Linked DNA regions of Ovis aries: all the other regions are linked to region 2. A link is a contact called in public Hi-C data. All regions are on one chromosome and are shown on one strand. The core of a region is the stretch at or near the end of the contact, and the rest is flanking DNA. Distances in the headings are between cores, read along the strand shown.

What was found. Hi-C and Micro-C count contacts between places; a contact is called where the count stands out from the background.
Region 1: a Hi-C map of liver shows a contact between it and region 2, with 5 times the contacts expected there. The contact joins two enhancer-like sites. A contact is called at or near these places in 9 of 16 Hi-C or Micro-C datasets (blood, liver, mixed tissues and 5 more).
Region 3: a contact with region 2 is called in a Hi-C map of tail adipose tissue, with 4 times the contacts expected there. The contact joins two enhancer-like sites. A contact is called at or near these places in 5 of 16 Hi-C or Micro-C datasets (blood, hypothalamus, liver and 1 more).

The regions. Positions count from the first base shown.
Region 1 is chr20:10,621,176-10,624,360 of ARS-UI_Ramb_v3.0, reverse strand. No RefSeq gene overlaps it. Among named protein-coding and RNA genes, the nearest start is that of SRSF3, 14 kb to the right of the region's middle. Within about 2 kb of position 1,565, at least 17 of the 54 cell types and tissues checked have an H3K27ac peak or open chromatin away from gene starts, as enhancers often do. A contact at or near this core is called in liver, where this site is marked.
Region 2 is chr20:10,759,952-10,762,986 of ARS-UI_Ramb_v3.0, reverse strand. CPNE5 (copine 5) reads left to right here. Exons shown (of 21, transcript XM_027958670.3): 13 at 2,228-2,281. Among named protein-coding and RNA genes, the nearest start is that of RAB44, 63 kb to the right of the region's middle. Within about 2 kb of position 1,451, at least 4 of the 54 cell types and tissues checked have an H3K27ac peak or open chromatin away from gene starts, as enhancers often do. A contact at or near this core is called in liver, where this site is marked.
Region 3 is chr20:11,013,380-11,016,467 of ARS-UI_Ramb_v3.0, reverse strand. All of the region lies in intron 9 of FGD2 (FYVE, RhoGEF and PH domain containing 2), which reads right to left. Among named protein-coding and RNA genes, the nearest start is that of FGD2, 19 kb to the right of the region's middle. Within about 2 kb of position 1,322, at least 33 of the 54 cell types and tissues checked have an H3K27ac peak or open chromatin away from gene starts, as enhancers often do. A contact at or near this core is called in liver, where this site is marked.

The DNA of each region.
Region 1 (3,185 bases), core at 316-2,815, 140 kb after region 2:
GCAGTCAGTCTTGAATATTCATTGGAAGGACTGATGTTGAAGCTGAAAGTCCCAATACTTTGGCCACCTGATACAAAGAACTGACTCATTGGAAATGACCCTGATGCTGGCAAAGATTGAAAGCGGGAGGAGAAGGGGACACAGAGGATGAGAAGGTTGGATGGCATCACCGACTTGATGGACATGAGTTTGAGTAGGCTCTGGGAGTTGGTGATGGACAGGGAGGCCCAGCGTGCTGCAGTCCATGGGGTCACAGAGTCAGATACGACTGAGCAACTGAACTGAAACACAAATAAATGAAGACACTTCCCACTCCAAGCATACAGAATAAAGAGAATAGGATAGGAAAAAAAAACTTAAGAAAATTCAAAGCTACTGGGTCACCTTCTTGTTTATGTGCTGTCTGTGCCATTATCGTGGATTACCTTTGAATAAAAAGTGAGTAAAGAGGATGGAGTAGAGCTCATGTGAAAAACGCTGAGCTTGGCACTTTGGGGGCTCCCTCTGTGCCAGGCAGAGTTGTTGAAGCTATACACGTGTTACCTCAGGTTTTGTCCCAACAAGCCGGGAAGGGAAGCAGTTCTGGCCCCCGCTGCTCAGCTGTGGAGACTTGAGCTCCCAGAGGAGTCAAAGGCTTCACTATCACTAGGGGCCACGGTGACGTGCCAGCAGCAGGAACACAAATACATAACAGTATGTATGGTCAAGGTCAGCACTGCAACTCTGGAGAAAGCAGAACCTTCTCCCTCTCCTGCGATGTGACCACAGCACCTCGGAGAAGCTGTTCCCAGCATAGCGATAACCAGCTTCTGGAGGACCTGCTCTGAGTCAAGGTCAGGTTAATTTATTATTTGATATCAGCCTGTGTCCAGCCAAAGGTTTCAGTGTGTGAACTTAATTTTAAAATGTTTCTGTATAAACATATTGCTTGCTCATGGTTATTTTTCTCTTCAGGAGGCAGAAAATGCATTCTCTAAACAAAAACGCTAATATGAATAATGCTGTGATTAAAAGAATACCTCCTAACAGTGGTTTATCATGCTTCCCCGAAAAGTGCGGCAAATGATGACAAACGGTATTTCTGAAATCCTGGGAGTCAGTAGCCCACCTATTCTCCCATGCTTCAGAGCCACCACCTGTCGCCAACATGCCTGCACCCTGGTAACACAGCACCGCACCCCATGACACTGCCCCACCCTGATACCGGCCCTGAGGTCGATGGGGCAAGGCTCTGAGCCACCCACGCGGACGGGGCAGACAAGTCCCTGTGTGGCCTGGAAAACCCTCCTTGAAAGAGCTGACAACATTCTCAAGCTCACAGGTGTCTCGCCCAAGAGCCCGGATCTGGCCACAGCGAGGGAAAAGATGTGGTGCAGGCAGAAACCACTGGGTGAATCAGACCTGTGCGGACTCCTGGAGCCGGGTACTGTTTGCCCTCCGTCTGAGGCTTTATCTGCTGGGGAGATGGGCAAGCAGCCAGGGCCTTGCAGGTGAGGGGTTGTACAGCCAGGGCGATGGCACGCTGCCACACCAGATTTCAGTCTCTCAGGAGCACTGAGCCGAGACTCAGGAGGCTGAGCACCAAGAGATGGCCCTAGCTGGGCTCCACGAGTCTCAACAACTCACTCCCCTGTCCCTTTACCTCAGGCTCTACAGGGTGAAGGTGTGGGCAAGCACAAGAACTCACATGGTGCCTCAGGAGTCTCCCATACATTTGATTGTGTTTAAAATATATGCTTGTATGTCTAATGATTTTGGTTTTTTTAGAACACAAAACTTGCTAACATGTTACAGTGAATCTGTGTTTCTAGGTTGTTGTGAGGTAGACTTTCCATCCTGTCACTTCTGGGATTGCAAAATGAGTTGTTAAAAAATGTATTCACTTCTCTGTACAACCAAAACAGGAAAACCTTGGCTCTGAGGTCAATTTAAGACTGCATTCATCAAAACATTATTTTTCCCATCTTTGTGACTGAATTTATCTACCAGAACTTACAACATCATTTAAATTCTTACGCACTTTGTAATACACAATTTCATTCCAGAAAAAGGTTTGGCTAGTTTTCAAGTTTGAAAATCACCAGTCCCTGATGAACTCTTAAGTTCTCCTCTAGTTCTCACTTTATACTAATCTCCAATTCTAAACCCTGAATAAATTCACAGTCTTAGAAGTTGTCAGTCCATAATAAAACCTTTAAGTTTCCTGCCTTTGCTTTTATGCGCATGGCTTTTTTCTTATACAGCCAGCTTTCTATCCCAATCCCATTCTTCAATACTTAGCTCAAGTACAACCTCTTCTACACAAAACACTTAACATGGGTCTTGGACCTAAGCTTTGATTTCTTCATCTGCAAGATGAGAAACTGCCCTCAAGTGGTGAGGTTTAAGTGAGCTAGTAATAGGTATATGTAAAACATTTAGCAAGATGCTGGCAGGAGTTCAAGGAATACGAATTATCATCTCTATTGTCTTTATTACTGCCTTTATTGTTACTATCATGGTGGAAAAAAGACTCTGGAGTCAATGGAGACAGTTCTACTCAACAAGTGTGTGACCCCAAGCAAATTTGGCCCAGTATTCTCAACGGGGCAGTACTGCCTCCTGGTGGGTGCTGGGGAAACTGCAGCTTTTCTTTTCCTTAGGGTTGTCACCCTAGCCAGGGAGCATCACTGACATCAGGGGAAGAGGACAGAGACACTCCATGTCTGGCACACAAAGAACTGCCCATGCCCACAGGTCTGAACCAAGTACAGGTAGAAAGTAGTAAGTGTCTGCATAAAGCCATTAAAGAAAATGATTAAGTGGGATAGACACTGTCTAAAATTGTACTTTACCCTGTGCAATTGGGACTACTCAGTTTTTCCTGTCATTCCCCCTCTACCAAAGGGTTGTCGTTCAGCCACTGTCACGTCCAGCTCCTTGTGATCCTATATACTACCTCATACTTTTAAGTGCCATGAACGTTTTGAGCACCTTTCATGTATTAATTCACTTAAATCCTCGTATTTACGGGACAGTGCTCTATTTATTCCACTCCCCTTGCCCCATATAGCTTTTCTTGGCCATGTGGCCTGCAGGATATGACCAGGGTTCCCCTGCAGTGGAAGCACGGGTCTTAACCACTGGACCACCAGAAAGTCCCATTGTGAGCTTATTTTTCGACATTACAGTTTTAAGGCCCAACT
Region 2 (3,035 bases), core at 202-2,701:
ATAGGCTTCTGCCAGGAAAGACCCTCATCTCAGGCTCTGGCGTCAGCCTAGGTGTCCATCGCACATGCCCAGCTGTATGTGGCCGCTCCTCAGACTTAGCCTCCTAAACTGAATGCGCCGGCTAGAGCCCCTGCCGCCCTCCTCTCCTCTGGCCAGCCGCTTCCCCCTCCTGTGCCATCATCGTGGGGACCACGGCCCCTGGGGAGGCATCCCTGATGCCTTCTGCCCCGCATCCCACACCCAGTCCACGGCTGAGTCCTGCTCCTCCTGCCACCTGGATATTCTGAGGCTTGTCCCCTTCCTTCCTGTCCACCCCCACCATCACCATCTCCCCCGTGGGGGTGGGGGGCTTTGCGACAGCCTCCTAATGGCCTTTCCACTTCTACTCAGTAACCCAGAGCTGCCTACAAAATGGTAATCGACCACACTGCTGCCCTGCTTACTACCTGGCTGTTCACTTCACCCGCTGTCTCAGCCTGGTTCGCCCCAGGGAGCAGGGAGCCTCCACCCCAACTGATGTCCGACAGGGCCCTTTACCTACAAGGAAAGGCCGAGCTCCTTCACAAGAGGGTCAAGCCCCCGCGACCTGCAGTGTCTGTGCAGCTGAGGTGGGGGCGTGTATGAGCGGCCGTATACATCACAGCTCTAGGAGCCCCTGGGGTCTGGCCCGCTCCCCGTCCCTCTGCCCACCCTCGCTTTCAGCCCATTATGCCATCTGAGGCTCTCTGAACCTCCATCTGGCTCGGTCTCTGTGGCTTCATTTGTGCTGGTGCCTCCCCGGGGCTCCCTTTGCTCTTCTTGACCTGGTTGGGCCTCTACCGGGCCTCAGAGACAGCCTGTGATGCTCCTCCCCCAGGAAGGCCCTACCTGCACACCCACCAAGTCTGAAGAGGGTGCTCCTGTTCCCTCCTCCCCCACTAAAAGCAGGCCTGTTACCTGTTTATCATACTATGTGTGTGCGTGTGTGCTAAGTTGCTTCAGTCGTGTCTGACTCTTTGTGACCCCGTGGACTGTAGCCCACCAGGCTCTTCTGTCCATGGGATTCTCCAGGCAAGAATACTGGAGTGGGCTGCCATTCCCTCCTCCAGGGGAATCTTCCTGACCCAGGGATTGAAGCCACATCTCTTAGGTCTCCTGCACTGGCAGGCAGGTTCTTTACACTAGCGACACCTGGGCAGCCCTTATCATACTTCCTCCCTCCCCTCCCCCCTCCTCCCTCCCCTCCCCACCCCCCCTCCCCAAAGACCATGACATCCTCAGGGGTGGGGACGATGTCTCGCTCACTGTTGTGTCCAGAGCCCGCAGAGCTCCTGGTCCTGGGAGCCACTCAGTGCCTCCTTGCACAGGAGGGCAGACCCCCTACCAGCCCTGGGGACCCTGAAGACGCTGGGGACGTGAGGAGAGAGAGGAGAAAGCTTCGAACTCCAGCCCGGGAGTGGGGAGGTTGCTGGCCCCTAGGGGGCGCTGGTCCCCTGCACGGCGTCTGGGGCCGCTTAGGCTGGAGAGTCTGGTACATGGGGAGGGGGGGAGGGGGTGTGCATGCCCAGTGGTGGTGGAAACCCCAGAACAAACAGGATGTTTTCTCAGTGCCCACTTCACAGGAAGATCTGAGAACAAAACAGTGCTTTAATATTGAAACAGTTATAATTAGAGAGTGCATGTGGTACAGGCTAATTTAAAGATAACAGATGACTTCAAAGACATATGCTTGTGGCCAGGTCTTTTGGTGATGCCCAGACCCCCAAGAGTCCATGTGCATTCCCCTCTGGTGGGAGAGCTGCTCTGGAGTAGATGTTTGAGTTGCGGTAAATACTAGAAGCCCCACACCCTCATGGGACAGACTGAGAGATCCAGGAACAGTGTAGTCTCGGGGCTGCAATGTGCCCCCGTCTCAGCAGCTTGCCTAGGGAACTGTCGTCCTACGAACACGCCAGGCAGCACCAGATCCTCTGCGTGGCCTTCAGGCCTGTGGCGGTTCTGAGGTTTGTGCTGGGTTTGTCCCGCCAGACTTCTCTCCCCCGTTCCTGCCTGCACAGCTTGCCAGACCTCCCACCTGAACTTCCCACCTGGGCCTAAGCTCCAGCTCTTTCTTCCTTCTGCGTCTCCCTAGTCACCCTTGGCTTCCTCCTTCTCTTCTGCCCCAGGGCCACACCCAGCCCCTGCAGAAGCGCTCCTTCTTACCTGGTAACTGGGTTTTATTGTGTGTGTGTGTTTTTTTCCTCGGCAGGTGGTAAACCCAAAAAAGAAAATGAAGAAAAAGAAATATGTGAATTCGGGCACAGTGAGTAGCCACTCCCTCTCTGAGGCGGATGTAGACTTCCTGAGCCCCGAGCTAGGTCTGGTGGTCTGTGCGGCTTTGCTGCAGGGTGTGGGAACCAGACCTGGGGGTTGGGGGTGGGGAGGAGTGGGGCTGACGGAGCAGTGGGGGTCCGGGGGGACGGGCCCTGTGATGTAGGATGAAAAATCCCAGAGAGAAACTCCCGTGGGGGGCTCTTGCTGCAGGAAGGAAAAGGACTCGAACTTATTGGGCTCTTACTCTGGGAAATTCCCCGTTGGGGTGCTTTTCACAGGTTGTTTCCTTAAGAGGCAGGCATTATCATCCCCTCGTCACAAGAACGGAAACCAAGGCCCAGGCAGGGAAGTGACTCAACCAAGGTCACAGAGCTGGAAGGTGGTAGACAGAGCAGTGAGCACAACAGTTAAATCTGCAGCTTGCAGCTGCTGTGGACACGGCCTCCTTAACCAAGACCATCCTGGGATCACACTGGCCCAGCGGCTTCCGGGGGCTGATCCTCAGCACACTCCTGCATTTCTTCAACAAATATTTACTGTGTGCTCCCAAGTGCCAGGCACTGTTTGGGGCAAGAGGGAATAAGACTGATGCAAATCCCTGCCCCCCTGGTACTTATTGTCAGGTTGGGGGGTGGGGGACAGAAGACAAGTGCTCCCGCAAATACCTGTGTGTGCCAGGTGGTTGGGGGTGCTGTGGAAACAAAGTATAGTGAAGTGTGGAATCTAGAAAAATGACATAGACG
Region 3 (3,088 bases), core at 73-2,572, 250 kb before region 2:
CGGTAAACACAGATGTCTCCCAGGTCGGGTGAAGACAGGGTCATGAAAGGAAGTGAAGACACAGACCTGGAGCCCAGGGGCCTAGCATGGAGGGACGTGAGCCCACCTGACACTTGGCTCCTTTGCAGCTCCCTGCCGCAAGGTGAGCAGGCCTTGGCACACTTTCAGGCCGCCCACCGCTCCTGCAAGAGCATGACTTGCTCACGAGAGGCCTGGTCTACTCACTGGGCCCACAGAACCTGTCCGTTGCCTCTAGAAGGGGCTGGATGTGACCTGCTCTTGATACCCTTGACAATGCGGAGGCTCAAAGGGTCTATATCAGGAATCTGGCAAGACTCCATGACTGACTGGGGGAGGGAGAGGGACAAGAAGGGAGAAATCTAAGGCTTGGAGGCCAGAGCTGGGAAGAAACATGACGCTTTTCATAGTAAAGGGGAACTGGGGAGATCCCTGACCTGAGGGACCACCTCTGCAGGGGTGCAGGATGTAGGTTTCTGAAAGACAGTTCCCCGAGCTGGGCTGTGCCCAGGCTCAACCACCAGACTTGGCAGTCAGGTCCCTGCCAGCCCATGCAGCGCCTTTGTGCTAATTAGAAAAAGACACCTCTTCCTCAAAACACTTTACTGACATCTGTTGGCAAACTGATGTAATAGTCAAGAGTCTGGTTTGTTGAACCCGAGACTTGACTGCCATCTGCCGGACAATGAGAACTGTCCGTACGCAACCTGTGCTGTCTGCTGTGGCTGCAGAGCGCTCGTTTCAGCTGGGGGGTGCTCATGCAGTGCCCAACCTGCACAGCTGTCCATGGAGACACAGTTGTCTTGGGTCCATGAGTACCCAAGGGCCCACACCCCTTCCTTCTTCCCAGGATGGCCCTGTGCAGAATGGCGCAAATATAGGACCCAGGCAGGCCAGGAGGAGAAGGGGACGACAGAGGATGAGATGGTTGGATGGCATCACCGACTCAATGGACATGGGTCTGAGTAAACTCCGGGAGTTGGTGATGGACAGGGAGGCCTGGCGTGCTGCAGTCCATGGGGTCGCAAAGAGTTGGACACGGCTGAGTGACTGAGCTGAACTGAGACCCTGGGGGATGGAAATCAGCTGCTGAGATCCAGGGCTCCCTGACACTCAGGAAGGAGAGAGGCCAGGGGGGTATGGGCTAGTGGGAGCCATCATAGTGGTCAAAGACCAGCCCTGCCTCCAAACCTCAGACTCAGAAAATGATTTCTGTACAAACGCGGCTGGGTGGACAGCTCTGCACCCGCCAGGCCCGCGCCATCCAGGAGAGGGCGCTGTGTGACTACCAGAGCACCAGACACGCCCTGCAGTGATTGTGTTCGCCGAGACCGGCAGACGCCGGGAAGCCGGCGCACACATCCTGAGCGTCAGACACTCTAGGGAACATATTTATGGATTTCCTCTTAACGACTCTGTTTTGGTCTCTATATTTCTTGGCCTTTCTGTCAATCGTTGCCTCCCTTTTTCTATGCCTGGGTCTCTGCCAGTCCTAAGACAGGGCTGCCAGTCTCCAATTTCTCTAGTCTCAATTTCTCAGTCTCACCCACCACGGCTCCCAGACATACAAGCACATGCCCGCTCTGGCCTCTGGGACATTCTGGCCACATTCAGTAAGAGAAGCTGGATGAGACAGAGTAGGGAGCTGCGTTCCCAAAAGACCTCAGTCTGCTGAGGCATGGGGGGTGGGCTGGGAGCCCCCAGAAGCTGCACATGTCCTGCCATCAGCTCTCATCACCCTCAGGCTACACCCCACCCCCAGCCCTTGTTTCAGCCCCAAATGCCAGGCAGTCCAAGTCAGGAGCAGGGGCAAGGCCCTCCTGCAGGGGCTCTCAGAGCTCAGGAGGCCTCCAGGGTCAGAATTGGGCTGCCTCCTGGGGCAAATCCTGGGAGATGTCATGTGGGGTAAGGAGAGGGAAAGGGGAGATGGAAAGGTACTAAGATGGGCCAGATCTGACCTCTGTTTCTTCCAGCCCCGGCCACCGGGACTTAGGAGCCATCAGAGAGGGGTGGCCCAGAGGGTTTTCTTCCCATTTCCTCCACTATGCCTGCAGTTCCACCCTATGCTTTATCCCTCTGGGTTGAAGCCTTAATAGGAGATAGTATAGTATGCTGGTTAGATACAGAGGCTCTGGACTCTGTTATATCTGGGCTTGATCATGCAAACAAGGATTTGCTGTGTGACCCCCAAGCAAGTTACTTAATCTTTCTGAAAGAGAAAGTGAAAGTCACTCAGTCGTGTCCAACTCTTTGTGACCCTATGGACTATAGAGTCCATGGGATTCTCCAGGCCAAAATACTGGAGTGGGTAAGCCTTTACCACTGAGCCAGCTCTTTACCAGCTGAGCCACAAGGAACCCCAAGAATACTGGAGTGGGCAGCCTATCCCATCTCCAGCGGAACTTTCCGACCCAGGAATCGAACCGGGTCTCTGCATTATAGGCAGATTGTTTACCAACTGAGCTATCAGGGAGGCCCTAACCTTTCTGGGCCTTGTTTTTGTTTTTGTTTTTTATCAGTGTTTAGGTTCACAGCAAACCTGAGAGGAAAGTACAGAGATTTCCCATATGCCCCCTGTGCCCATACATGCACAGCCTCTCCATTAACAACGCTTCCCCACCAGAGCGGTACATATGTTAGAATTACCCAAGGTTCATAGTTCACATCACGCTTCACTCTTGGTGTTGTACACATTCTGTGGGTTTGGATAAATGTATAATAACTGATATCTACCATTATATAGACAGAGGAGTCCATGGGGTCACAAAGAGTTGGACATGACTTGGCAACTAACCAACAACAACCATTATAGCACCATACAAAGCAGTCTCACTGCCCTTAAAATCCTCTGTTCATCCCTCCCTTCCCCAACCCCTAGTAACCACTGACCCTCTCACTGTCTCCATCCAGAGAGAGAATGCCTCTTCCAGGATGTCACAGCGTTGGAATCAGACAGTAGGCGTGCACCATATGTATGTATGTAGAATCAGACAGTAGGCGTGCACCGTATGTATGTATGTAGCCTTTCAGATGGGCTTCTTTCACTGAGTAATACGAATTTAACCTTCCT